Linked DNA regions of Mus musculus: region 2 is linked to region 1. The links are chromatin contacts, called in public Micro-C maps. All regions are on one chromosome and are shown on one strand. The core of a region is the stretch at or near the end of the contact, and the rest is flanking DNA. Distances in the headings are between cores, read along the strand shown. Region 1 has its middle 16 kb from the start of Scd1. Region 2 holds the start of Gm35406 (a long non-coding RNA gene).

Region 1 (6,927 bases), core at 1,247-3,746:
CCAGTTTAGCTGAAAGGTGAGCACCAAGTTCAGGGACAGGCTCTGTCTCAAGGAGAAAGTGTAGCCGTAGTGACAGCCTGTGCCAACTTCTGACTTTCACGGCCATCCCGTCCACACATACACACTCTTGTGTACAACACACACACACACACTCACTTGTATCCAACACACACTCATTTGTATCTAGCACACACCCACCCACTTGTATCCAACACACAAATACAGATACTTGTATATAACACATACATGGACACACATTTGAATAACACACACACACACAGATTATATGAGAGTTAACTGAGATAATATATTATCACATGCTTGGCCTCTGGGTGCTAAGTGCATGACAGGCATGCTTGCTTTGTTTGTTGTCTCTTTTCTTTTCTTTTCTTTTCTTTTCTTTTCTTTTCTTTTCTTTTCTTTTCTTTTCTTTTCTCTCTCTCTCTCTCTCTCTCTCTCTCTCTCTCTCTCTCTCTCTTCCTTTCTTTCTTCCCACTTACAAAGCTCACCTCAGTGCCATTTCCCTCCAGCTCCATTCCCATTCCTGTGAATCTCTGGGAGCTGCTGTCCCTCTCACTCTGGCTCTTGTCACACTCAGCACACATCCTACCACAGTCCTCCCCCTCCAGCTGGAACCTGCAGAGAGGAAGCCATGAGGAAGCCATTCATAGGATGTCCCCACTGTCTGGAGGACGCCACAATGGCCTGCCGAGCTGCAGAGGAATCTCTGAGTCTAGGATCGAACAACCCTCAAGTCTCAGAAAGACAGACTGCTGTCCTGCCTTAGGCAATTGTTTTCCAACTATAACAAACATCAAATGTTGCAGAAAAAAAATAGGCAGAGCTGAAAAGCACCCGGAGTTGCCTAGAAATGACCACTGCTATTTTCAAATTTATTTTATCCTGGTTAGACTCCGCTACACGGTAGGTATATGTGACAATACAGTACGTGGTAAATACTTTATTATGACCTTGGATATCATTCCAAAACACAAGTAAGTCTTCCAGGATCACTCCTTTTGAAACTACGTCGTAATTTATTTAAGCTTTTTTTTTTTTTCATTGTTAAAATTTATCATTGTAAGAGAAGCTGTTGTCAACAATGCTGACTGAGTCCTAGATCTGGGATTGGAAGGTGGAAGAGACGAAGGGATAAAGAGCCACCATTTCTCAATTCTCAAACAGAAACCGAATCTCTGGGTGTTTTTGCCTGCTTGTCTCATCCTTTCATGAACGTCTGTCCCTTTTCCAGGTTCTAAGGAGATAACCCAGTTTCGTAATGGAAATGAGGCTGGTTGCAGACCTGGAGGGAAGGATCTGATGCAGGTATCTGGGCTCAGCTCGGCTCATGTTCCTGTGACCACGAGGGCTCCTGGCTGCCTCAAGCCAACCTGAGGATCCCTAGAACTTGGTCTGCTCTCCTCTGCTTGTGGGCACAAATTATTTCTGAATCTCGGGGGAGCTCGGTTTTCCACAACCCTCTCCACAGGGCAGAAAAGGGGTGCATGACCCGATGGTGCATACCTATAATCCTAAAACTTGGGAAATTGAGGCGGGAGGATTGCTGTGAGCTTGAGGCTGACACGAACTATATATGAGCTTTTGCTTAGCTGGTCAAGAGGCAGCCTGAGTCTGGGGGTCCTCACTCCACACATACTGTCTGCCCCCATCTGTTTTATGGCATAATAGCGTAAATAAATTATAATTTAGATAAATAGACATTCATCTAGGGTGAGACATCTGCAGAAAAAAGAATCGTTCTTAAATTGTGATTCAGGTTGAAGCAAATTCATAAACACATCCAGACCAACACATCCACAGAGCTCAACTACAAGACCAGTCTACATCCGCCAGTCTCCTCTCGCTTTTCTTTGAATAACCTCTTCAAACATGGATCAAGGTAGGGCTTTTTTTTTTGGTTTTGTTTTTGTTTTGTTTTTCTGCCGAGACAAAGTTACTCTGTGTAGCCCTGGCTGTCCTGGAACTCACTCTGTAGACCAGGCTGGCCTCAAACTCAGAGATCCACTTGCCTTTGCCTCCCAAGTGCTGGGACCAAAGGCCACTACCTGGCTTCAAGGCAGGCTTTATCCTCTTCATATTTCATCTGCTGTTCGTTAGGCAAGAGTTGATGCCGGGTTCCAAGGTCTCTTCATTTGAACTATTCAATCATTAATGGGGTTCTCCAGAGGCCTTCTTCTGGCTTCCTCTATGTCTTCAGTCTCATGTATTGTATAACCTCACCTTAACCCCAGTTCATTGAACCCTGCAGCATAGTCCATTTTTGAACACCACCCAGCCTGGCTTGGCAACAGCCTGCCGTTTTGACCTCTGTTTACCCGTCTAACAGGAAAAGTCGAGTGGGCCCTGAAGCTTGAGAGCTTAGAGAAATATTGGGAAAAACTCTCATGAGATGCCTCTTGACTAGAACATTTGTGGCTTCTTGAGTAAGTTTAAACAGCAGAGGAATGAGTGAGCTGACTGAGATTTCTCAACCTGTGCGGTATAGCCTGCCCCATAGGGCGGTATAGTGTGATCCACACAGGAGGAAAAGGGCTCAGTACTGAGCAGGAAAAGGGGCTGGATGGGTTCCAGGAGAGTGACGATGTGGCCTGGAGCTCTGTCATATGAGGAGACTTGTCACACGAGGAGGATGTCCTCAGGTCCACTCAGACCCCTGCCTCCACCGGAATTCAGGATTGCCCAAGGGAATGGGAAACCATCTCATGTTCCCCTCTGCTTCTTGGGGACCACACTGTTGACACCCGTTCCTGACCCTTGTCAGGAGTCCCTGTGCAATTGTATAAAAGTCTCTTGGCTCCCTCCTCGCTCAGCTGATCCAATGCAAGATGCTCCCCCTTGGCCCAGCTTCTCACTCTTTTCTCCAAGGAAAGCTGGCACCGCAGTGGATCTCACTGTCTGGAACAGCGGAGAGATGGACACTTGTCCTTCTAGGGAGGATAAGACAGTCCTTAGATGCAGACTGAAGGGAGTCACCCCTTTCCAGTGCCTAGGCCTTGGGCAGGAAATTCATGTGACAGGTTCAGGAATACGACAGCCACTTTTTCTTCACTGTCCTAGACCGAGCCTTGCAGAGAGGACACAGAGAGAGGAGGAGAGGGAGAGGATTAATGTCATTGATGTCCAACCATTGATGCTCTGTATCTGAGAGGATCTCAGCCTCCCCACATAGATGGGTAGAAGCTGCTCTCAGGTGCTGGTCCCTTGGCTGTCTTTTGTCGGTGCCAGTTTGAGCTTGTGTTCCTATTTCTAACTTAAGAGTAGGAGCCGTCTTCCCCATGAGTATTGTAGGAAGTCCTAAGGGGGGCAGGAACTGCAGAAACCAGGGAACAGAGCCTGGGACAATCCTGCCTAGAGTGGCCCCCATTCCCTGTGACCATGAGGCTCTGCACTGTCTCCAGTGTGGCTCTCCCTGAGCCTCAACCCAAGAAGCCTGAAGACAGATACCAGGAGAAGACACAGAGAACCCTGGTGTCCAGTTGCTGTCTCCATTTCTGTCTTTGCACCATAGGTTTAGGGCTGGGAGAGGGCTCTCCTGGGGTGTGAGAATCTGAAGGGAGCTTGAATGGCTTTGTGGAAGGCAGGTGATCAGAGGAAGATGTGAAATTTTGGTGTCTCTCATCTACCTGCATCAGTGTTGCCTGCCGCAGGACACAGAGGCCAGGCTTCTGGTCTGCTAGAAAGGTCACTTGGCACAGTCATTATCTGGGGACTCATGGGTTGAAGGGGAGCGTGGTTGATGCATGGAATACTGAGGTAAGGAGTCTCTCGACCACCCTACCTGAAACAGATGCTTGCCCCATTCACAGCCTCACTCCGACCCAGTATCCTCACTCCGTCTCCCATAGGGACTTGGTAGGAGGGCAAGCAGGAGTGTAGATGCTGTAGTCAGGTCCTGGGGGTTACTGGATGGGCAAGGAAGGACTGGTGAAGATGGGGTCAGGACAGGGAGGGCTGGATAAAAAGATGTGCTGTATGGGCTGGAGAGATGGCTCAGCGGTTAAGAGCACTGACTGCTCTTCCAAAGGTTCTGAGTTCAAATCCCAGCAACCACATGGTGGCTCACAACCATTCGTAATGAGATCTGACGCCCTCTTCTGGAGTGTCTGAAGACAGCTACAGTGTACTTACATATAATAAATAAGATAAATCTTTAAAAAAAAAAAGATTAAAAAAAAGATGTGCTGTTGGGGACTCTGGGCTTCTTTGCCTGTAGGACTGTGTGGGATAACACTGACTGAGAGCACAGCCGAGAACAGAGATCTCTATGTCAAGACCACCTGAGGGAGCTTGTGGTGTGCATCGTGTTCCTTGTGGACGTCTGTCTGTGTGAGTAGCCGCTGCCTGTGAGCATCTGCCTGTGAGAGGCACGAGTGTGTGAAACGTCTGTACCTCCCAGGCAGTATTCATCTGTGTGAGGCAAGGGGGATCCTGGGAATTTCGTGTATATAACAACATGCAACATCCGAGGCTTCTCGGTTTAAGAGAATTCACTGAGGAAGAATCATCACCAAGTTCAGTGGAAGCAGCCGAGTTGGTAGAAAGGTGGTTAACAGAAGGAGTTTCTCTCAAATTCCCAGGTGACCTAGTTTTCCCATAATTCAGTTAATGACACTGCCACCACTTTGTGCTGGCAGATGTACCTTTTGTAAAGTGTGATGGGCCCCCCTCTCCTCTCTGGTGAGTTTTGCAATTTTCTTTAGGGGACAGGAAGGAGATGATTCAGGGCTTAGAGAGGTCCTGAGAAGAGGGTTTGGGGTCCAATTGGTATGGTGATGTCCTGAGGGAAAGCCCATTGCACACAGGCTTTCTGCGAGGCATTAACTGGGAGCTTTAGTGTCCAACTTCAGAGAAGGTAGTGGAAAGATCACAGTGCAAAGGTGGAGTCAAAGCTTGTGCAAGATGAGAGAGTGGGAGCACTCGGAGGCTACCTGGCCTGTAGGTGAGGGAACCGATGCTGTATTCAGTTAATGCCTTCTTTAACGGTTGCACAGCGAGTGGTGTTTGCCTGGTACAGCACACAGTTCTACCTTCTATGCGTGTCGACTGTCTTAGTCAGGGTTTCTATTCCTGCACAAACATCATGACCAAGAAGCAAGTTGGGGAGGAAATTTGCCTTACACTTCCACATTGCTGTTCATCACCAAAGGAAGTCAGGACTGGAACTCAAGCAGGTCAGGAAGCAGGAGCTGATGCAGAGCCATGGAGGGGTGTTCCTTACTGCTTTGCTTCCCCTGGCTTGCTCAGCTTGCTTTCTTGTAGAACCCAGGACTACCAGCCCAGGGATGGCACCACCCACAATGGGCCCTCCCTGCTTGATCACTAATTGAGAAAATGCCTTACAGCTGGATCTCATGGAGGCATTTCCTCAAGGGAGGCTCCTTTCTCTGTGATAACTCCAGCTTGTGTTAAGTTGACACACAAAACCAGCCAGTACAGCCACCAAAGTGGTGGGCCTGCACTTTGTCACAGTTCTATCGCATGAAGAGACACCATGGCTACAGCAAAATCTTATGAAAGAAAGCATTTAAGTGCTGGCAGAGAGAGAGAAAGATACTCTGGGCTTTTGAAACTTAAAAGTCCACCATCAGGGATACACTTTCTCCAACAAGGCCGTACCTCTAATCCTTTCAAACAGTGTCACCTCTTGGTGACCAGACACTAAAACATAGGAGCCTATGGGGGCATTCTTATTCAAACCCACAACAACTGGGGCTTGATTGCAGGCCCAGACATTTAAGTCTATTGATGTCATGGCGGGGAGCATGGTGGCGCACAGGCAGAAGTCGCTGAGAGTTCTGTTGGGGTCCAGGAGGAGTTGCCTCACGAACCACACCGACACTGGTCTCAGTCAGATAGAGTTGGTTTATTGAGCCTATTTCCCAGAGCTGATTGATCAGGGCCATGGTTTAGACTCAGAGGCTGAACTGGGACATTGAGTTAATATCCTTCGGGGCATTTTAGGCCTGAGATCTACAACCATCTGTGTCAAGTTACTTCACCAATGAGGATTTAGAGGTAGGGGGTTTTCTATCTTTGGTGTGCATTTGTCCTGTTCCCATTGGTTAGGATATTCAACTGTGGTAGGGGGTTTGCCTTGTCTAATGTTCGTGTCTTAACTTGTCAATCAGGATGGGACTTGTCGGACATGCATGCCTTTACTTACCAACCAGGATTTCAGTTACCCAATGTGGTGGTTTGAATATGCTTGGCCTAGGGGCTGGCACTATTAGGAGGTGTGGCCTTGTTGGAGGAAGTGTGTCACTGTGGGGGTGGGCAATGAGAACCACCCCTAACCACCTTCTCCTAACCATGTGGGAACTAAGTCTTCTCCTAGTGGCCTTGAGATGAAGAGGCAAATCTCTCAGCTCCTCCTGCACCATGCCTGCCTGGATGCTGCCATGCTCCTACCTTGGTGATAATGAACTGAACCTCTGAACCCGTAAGCCAGCCTCAATTAAATGTTGTCCTTATAAGAGTTGCCTTGGTCATGGTATCTTGCCACCATAGTAAAACCATAACTAAGGCACCCACATACATGTCTCTTTTTGCCAAGTAGGATGTCAGTGCCCAGGGAGCTCTAGGGAACTCTAACTCTACTTGACCCTTACTGAAAACAGGAGTCTTATTATCCCAAATAGTTTTTTATATTAATGCAAGGGTCTCTATTATGTTGTGGTCTATCCCAGGGGCAGCTTATAAACGCAAATACAATAAAATCTTATACACAGGTGCAGGAAGTGCTGCTGGGTGGTTGGTTCAGGTCCAAGCTTATTGTGACTAACTATACAAAGCAATCCTGACTTCTGTTGTGATTGGTTTCCAAGAACGCCAAAGCACAGAACATTCTAGTAACAGCCTTAACAGCACAGGAGAAAGTTTCCTTATAATATTAGTGACAGCACAAAG
Region 2 (6,927 bases), core at 2,804-5,303, 35 kb after region 1:
TCAGGACCTCTGGAAGAGCAGTCAGTGCTCTTAGCCACTGAGCCATCTCTCCAGCCCCGAGGCTTTTAAGGTAAGCACTTCATTGACTATTTTGCCAGCCCATAATCGTTGCTTGTTTAGTCTCTTTTAATGTAATGAAAATATTTTAGACATTCTTTGTCTATCAAGCTTTAGTAAAATGATAACTAGAGTACAGCTGAATGTAGTGGTGATAACAATTATAACCTAGAGAGAAGAAAATGGGAGGATGCTTGTGCTAGCACTGATGTTTAGAAATGATGAAGGGAAAGGAGGAAAGCCCTCCATCGAGGGAATGGACAAATCAGGAGGCTTGTTCTGCTCTTACAGATAGATGACTTGCATTCCATTCCAGCATCCAGTATTAGGTGGCTCACAACCATGTTTAGCTCCAGCTCCAGGGGATCCAACATCATCCTGCCTCCATGGATACTAGTGGTCAAACCAACACACACACACACACACACACACACACACACAGAGAGAGAGAGAGAGAGAGAGAGAGAGAGAGAGAGAGACAGAAGACAGACAGACAGACTGACTGACTTTCTGTGTCTCTCAAAAATAAAATGAATATTTTTAAAGAAAATGATGCCAGCAGGAAATGCAGCAAGAGCATTGGAATAAAGAGCCACCACTTCATAACCATGGTATGGACTAATGCTTACATATAATATGGTTCTCCTACAGCCTTGGGTTTGTATTTATACAATTCTCTTGCAATGATACAGGTATGCCTAGTTATTCATAGCTATTCATCCTATTCTCTGTTGATGGACACAGGTTATTTCCAAGTCTTGCTATGAATATTTTGCTTTTCAGCTTTTTTTTTTCCTTTGAGACAGGGTTTCTCTATGCTATGTAGCCTTGACGAACTTGGAACTTTCTACGTAGGCTATTCACAGAGATGCACCTGCCTCTGCCTCCGGAGTGCTGGGATTAAAAGTGCATGCCATCATACCTGGCTATATCTCTGTTGTGTGAACACATAGGCGTTTCCCTAGAACTGGGATCTGGAGCGTGGGACCCAGGTGACTTAATGAGATACTGATAAACCGTGCTTGAAGGCGGCTGTGCCAGGTCGCAGCCTCCCAGTGCTGGATGACTTTCTGCTGCCCTAGTTCTGTTAACACTTGACACTGTCACGCCTTCCACTGCCCTACTTTGTGGCTTTAATTCCCACTGCTCCACGTCATGAATCTTTGATTCCTGCCAGACTATAATATGCACTGGTCCCCTAAGGTATGCTGTATATGATTTCTCCCCTCCCTCAAGAATTTACTGAGTGGCTATCCCTGTCAGGAACACTGCTAAATGCCAGGGAGTCAAACATGAAAGGGCAGGGTTTCTGCTCTAAAGGAGTTCATGGTTTACGGGGAGGTAGCCTTGCTAACAGTTGTTGCACATCGTAGCGGTTACAATGAAACTGTGCAAGTCACAATGAAACTGCGCAAGTCACGTCATACCAGAAGTCAGAAGGGAAGGATCCATCCACCTCAAGGGGAGAGGAGGGAAGACTCAAGGAAGACCTTTCAGAGGAGGGGCTTAGACCCTGCTTCTGTGCTCACCGCTTTCTTGTCTTTTTTTTTTTTTAAGATTTATTTATTATTTTGTGTTAGGTGTATGTGTGCATCCCTGAGTGTATGCCTGTGTACCACATGTGTGCAAAGTGCTGGCGGAGGCTGGAAGAGTGAATTGGAGTTACAGTTGGTTGTGTGCTGCTTGATGTGGGTGCTGGGAGCGACACCCAAGTCCTCTGAAAGATCAGCCCCTGCTCTGAACTGCTGAGCCCTCTCCAGCCCCATCCCTGAGGTTTTCTGTGTCTGTTATGGCCTCCTGTTCACACTCAGTTCGAAGGTCAGCTACCCACATAACACGCACGCATTACTCCAGGAATGCTCGGCATGCCGCGTGCTTCTTCCAGCCTGGATTACACCGGGTCCTCACCTTGGTCCATCTGACCTCCTCTGCTGGACTCTGAGATAGCTTGTGGAGAGCATTGCCTTTTTGCCTTTATAGACTTCCTAGAATACTGCTGGCATGGAGTAAATATTTGCCGAGTGAAAGATTAAAACCAAGCAGGTCTGGAGAGATGGCTCAGCAGTTAAGAGCATGTACAGCTTCAACAGAGGACTCAGGCTCAGTTCGCAGCACCCATGTCAAGTGGCTCACAACTGCCCGGACCGGGCTCCAGAGTGTGATCACACATCTCTGAGGGCACATTTGCTCCTGAGCATCTTCCCCAACCCCCACACACAATCCATACAGGTACACATAATTTAAAATAAATCTTAAAAAAAAAAAAAACAGAGATGGCTGCATTTTTGTCTCTCTGACTGCATTTTTGCCTCTCAGGCTCCCACAGTCTTCAAATATATTCAGGCTTTGCTAATTTGGGAAGGACTGCTGTTCACCGTTGCCAGTGTGATAAAAACACAGAACCAAACAGCCTTTTGCCAAGTCCTCTTCCCTAACTCCTTGATCCAATAATCATTTCATGCAGTATTTAAGATATGACCTACCCATGGAACTTGGCCTTGTATTCTGCTTTTTGCTTCAGACATGCCAATTTCTCGTTTCCAAAACTCTATCCATGTTATTCCGTGTTCACCTAGCCATTCCCTGCAGGTCTGCTTTAGCGATGGGGTAATGGGGTAGGAGGCAATTTGGGCCATGGAAGCTGCTGACTTATTCCCGTAGATTCTCCAGTGCAGAGTGAGCCTTCTTCTCTTGAACAGCGAGTTGAGCTTTGTAACATATACAGTAAGATTGGAAAACTGCATTGAGGCTGAAGTTTTTTAAAGTGAAGCTATCTTATAGCTGGGTGGTGGTGGTACACTCCTTTATCTCAGCGCTTGGGAGACAGAGGGGAGGCAGAGGCAGGCAGATCTCTGAGTTCAAGGCCAGCTTGGTCTATAGAGCAAGTTCCAGAACAACCAGGGCTACACAGAGAAAACCATGTTTTCGAAAAAGAAACAACTGAACAAACAAAAAAGTTAAGCTTACAGAAGTGGCTCAGCTGTTCTTTGATTTGGGGGATGCTGTTGAGAGTGTCTGTAGAGATCTTCATTATACCCAGGGGTGGCTGCTGAGCTGCTATCCTGCGGCACATCATCAAAGTTCAGCTCCTAGCCCATTCGAGAGCAGGGCCATGGCTTCTGCCCCAGGGTTTTATGGGATGCACTCTTAACTCCAGGTCTGCACAGAGCAGGCTTGTGTTCCCATAGCAGGTATACACACCACCTGTCCTCATCTGTAAGGACAAGATCCGAAAGCTATGGCAACCGCCATGGAAACCTCTCTGGATTGGCTTGTCCATGTCCCGTATAATGCCCCCATCCCTCCCACGTTCAAGGCTAGCATGGGACAGACACAAAGGCGTGCCAGAGTCTGTCGTCCCCTGGATCAACGCAGGTGTGCAGGCTGGGCTTGGAATCAATATCTGTTGCCAGGTGGGTACACAGAGCCCCTCAGGGTGATGCTCCTTCCCTGAGGAGGAGCCAGGCCAGCATTTGCATCCCTGCAAGGATGCTCTGACCTCCTCCCTGGGGAAGTTTCACTTGCATCCAGCATAGGGCCACCCTGTGGAGCAGGAAGCAGAGATTCTCATGGATCCCTGTGCTTAGCTGTTACAGTGTTTCTCTCTCCAGAGTTCACAGGGCGGCTCCTTTACAACTGTGCACTTAGTTTCCAGGAGAGCCAGAGGGACCCTGCAGGAGCTGCCTTTTCTCTCTCAGGATGAGGAGCAGAGTTGAAGGTGAGGCAGACACTTCCCTCAGCCCCTGACTGAGAGGGAGAAAGTGAAGCTGCTCAGGACACTGGAATGCCAAGGGTGAGGGCCCCTGCAGCTGGTGCAGGCTCTGAGACTCCCTGGGGACAGGGTGGGGGTGGGGTAGGGGTGGGGCAGAACTGCAGCTGGAGCTGCTGAGGGAGCCTCGCCCCAGCCCTTGCTCAGTTCCTGTGAGACCTGGGCTTCTGTCAGAGCTCTTTGTTCTCACTTCTCTCTGTTCTCCTGCTGGCCCTGTCACCCCTGGCCCTGTCACCCTCCCTTGCTCTGTGTAACCACTGAGGTGTCCCTTCAAGATCTTAGCCTCAGGTGTCTAGAGTGTCTCTTTCTCACCAGTCTGGTATCATGAGTCACTTAGTATTGGTTAATCCTCTTTCTATGTCTGTGAAAGTCTTGCTTTCCAATCTCTTGCATGCAGCCAAAGAAAACAGCTTTTTTTTTTTTTTTTTTTTTTTTTGGAAAACCCTGTGTTTGTAACCCCCGTGTGACCACAAGTGACATATGTTCAAGTTAAGACCAAGTGTCCAATGAGATCTTGGCCAGACTGGGCTGTGACAGAATTTCAACAGGGACCGGTAACAGTGAAGTCCTTCCCATGTTCATCTGAACACCCATACTCCCAAACTCTCATAGTACTTTCAGAACTTAAAGGACTCTTCTGGTGACGACTGTTCCTCAGTCACCTTGGTCATGACAATCGTCTTTAAAATTGAGTCAGTCTTGGCCACAGCCAAAAGTTCCTGGGCTGCTTCCTTGTCATTGCAGTGCCCAGGAGTTCTATGAGGACAGAGATGGGTCCGTGGTGGGTGCCCTGTGTGACCTAGCCTTCTCTCTGCATAGTGAGAAGCTTCCTTGCTGTTTCTCATGACTAAAACATGTTCGCATGACAGTGTGTACTTTGCCTTCTTCATTCAGCCCATGCCGAGAGTCAAGGCTGCAAGATCAAAGATCAGAGGGTTGTCCACTCAGCCTGGTTACCAATGACAAAGAAAGCGCTCAGAGAAACCTCTGGACTTGTGAAAGGACACAGACCCCCTTAGAAACAAGGTGACCTGACCGCAGAGGCCCCAGCTCCGGGTATATCAATCTGCTTCCTTCGTATAAATCATGCCTTCTTTATTTACCCAGGATGGAAGAAATGTCCATTTACCAGTTTTGTTTCATTTTGGTTTGGTTTTCCTGTACCTTCCTGGCTTAGAGGGAAGGAGGAAGACAAAACAAGATAGAGGAAATGGAGGGACAGACAGACTCAGGGTGGCTTCATATTCACCTTTCAAAAAAATACCAACTTTGGCCAACTAGGCAGAGCCAAGGTTTGGTAAGTTGAATTCAACACCTTGGTTTCTGTAGCTCGAGGTGAGCCAAGGGGACGATCACGCACAAGAACCATGAGGCCCAATCCGCACAGAGTTGAGGTGGTGACATGCCCATTCCGAAGTATGGAAGGGACTGGTGGCCCTCGAATCAGGTCAGGCCATCTCCAGTCACGACGTCTGGCTCAGAAGTAGAAGCTTGGCAGAAGCTAGCTGTTCCCAGAGCTGAATCAACCCCGTGCCAATTTGGCTTATGAAATGTTTACCAGCAGCGAGGGAGAGCGTGGCAAAAGGCACAGCGAGGCCCAAAGGGCTTTTAAAACTCCACTTGCTTAATTTCTGTTTTTATAATAATAAGCTTCCGGGAGTGAGTTTCAACAAGCCCGGCCCTCTCAATTGTAGGACCCTGGCCAGAAAGCAAAAGAAGGGTCCCGTGCAGACATGTGTAAAGGAAATCTATTTAAATAAACTATCTGATGAAACGGCATAAAGACATACCCTTACGTTTACCTTCAAATGCCCACCCATCCCAGTCGTGTCTGGATTTAGAATCGTCAGTGATACAGGTTGTTGAAGTGCATATCTGTAACACCAGCCTTTGGAGGAAAAGACAGAAGGATCTGGAGTTTCAAGTCAGCCCAGGCTAGAGTGAGATCCATTCTTCAAACCAGCCAGACAACAAACAAAAAACCCTGAAACTGTTGAGAGTTCCACAGTGTCTGTCTGTAAGACACCTCAGTGGAAATGTCCCTAACCTCGGGCTCCTTCCAGGACTGTGGACATAGCTCCCTTTTCACCAAATGGTCATCTTTCTCGCTGTACTTGGGGTCCAACACAACAGGCTGTGCCTCTGTGAGGGTGTCCCGCTAACCCACTGCAGCCCCGGGACCCGAGGCCAGGCATTCCCACTCTATCACTACTTTCTAGGCACCCCAGCCCTGCACCACAATGGAGACATCTACCTTGCTTACCCAAGAGCATTGGAATTGAATCTGTGAAAGGAAGGCAGCAGTAGTAACTGCATGGTGTGGTTTGAAGATTGCCGTTAGCTCCCGAACAGCTGCTGCAGGATAAAACTTCCCCAAGGACACGGTGTCTCCTCACTCTCTCCTCCCAAAAACACTGAGTCCCGAGACTTGCCACTTATTTGGGAGAAATAAACAGAATCCCGTGCTTGGTTGTTGCTTCCAGCAAGCCTTTGCTAGCATGCACATCGAGTGCCTAAAGGGAGAGCTTTTAAGCGTTGTTCATCTGTGATTTATGTAACAAGGTCAAGGAATACGTACGTAGTGAAAACCTGTCTTGGGTCATGTAACGAGAAAGACAGCAGTGAGCAAGACAGGCATGGTCTCTGCTCAAAGAGCTTGTGGTACAAGGAGAGGGAAGGTCCCCAAGCAGAAGTCACATGGAGCTCAGACAAGGTCTGGCATGGGAAGACAGCCTGCTAAAACCTTCCAGGGACTCAAAGAAAACAAGTGGAAGCCACTGAGAAGCCTGGTGTGGAAGAGCATGCCTATAATCCCAACACTCAAGAGGCTAAGACAGGAAGATCAGAAATTCTAAACCAGCCTGGGCTACACGGGCCACTTGTGGGCTAACTTGGACTACATGGCAAGATGTTATTTTTTTAAATTATCTTTTTATGCTTTTGAGATTATAATTACATCATTGTCCCTGCCATTTCTTCCCTCCAAGCTACCCCACATACCCTTCCTTGCTCTCTTTCTAGTTCATGACTCCTTGTCTCAGTCCATATAACACTACTTGTATGCGAATGTTTTCAGTACTGATCGTTTGCTATTAGATAAC

What was found. Hi-C and Micro-C count contacts between places; a contact is called where the count stands out from the background.
Region 2: a contact with region 1 is called in a Micro-C map of brown adipocytes, with 5 times the contacts expected there. The contact joins two enhancer-like sites. A contact is called at or near these places in 21 of 484 Hi-C or Micro-C datasets (the AML12 cell line, B cells, the C10 cell line and 15 more) and 3 of 115 datasets of contacts at active chromatin or transcription factors (embryonic stem cells, large pre-B cells and trophoblast stem cells).

What each region holds. Positions count from the first base shown.
Region 1 is chr19:44,419,910-44,426,836 of GRCm38.p6, forward strand. No RefSeq gene overlaps it. Among named protein-coding and RNA genes, the nearest start is that of Scd1, 16 kb to the left of the region's middle. Within about 2 kb of position 2,497, at least 17 of the 459 cell types and tissues checked have an H3K27ac peak or open chromatin away from gene starts, as enhancers often do. A contact at or near this core is called in brown adipocytes, where this site is marked.
Region 2 is chr19:44,453,593-44,460,519 of GRCm38.p6, forward strand. Gm35406 (a long non-coding RNA gene) reads left to right here and starts at 41. Exons shown (of 3, transcript XR_386738.2): 1 at 41-70; 2 at 3,669-3,775; 3 at 4,721-4,891. Within about 2 kb of position 4,054, at least 59 of the 459 cell types and tissues checked have an H3K27ac peak or open chromatin away from gene starts, as enhancers often do. A contact at or near this core is called in brown adipocytes, where this site is marked.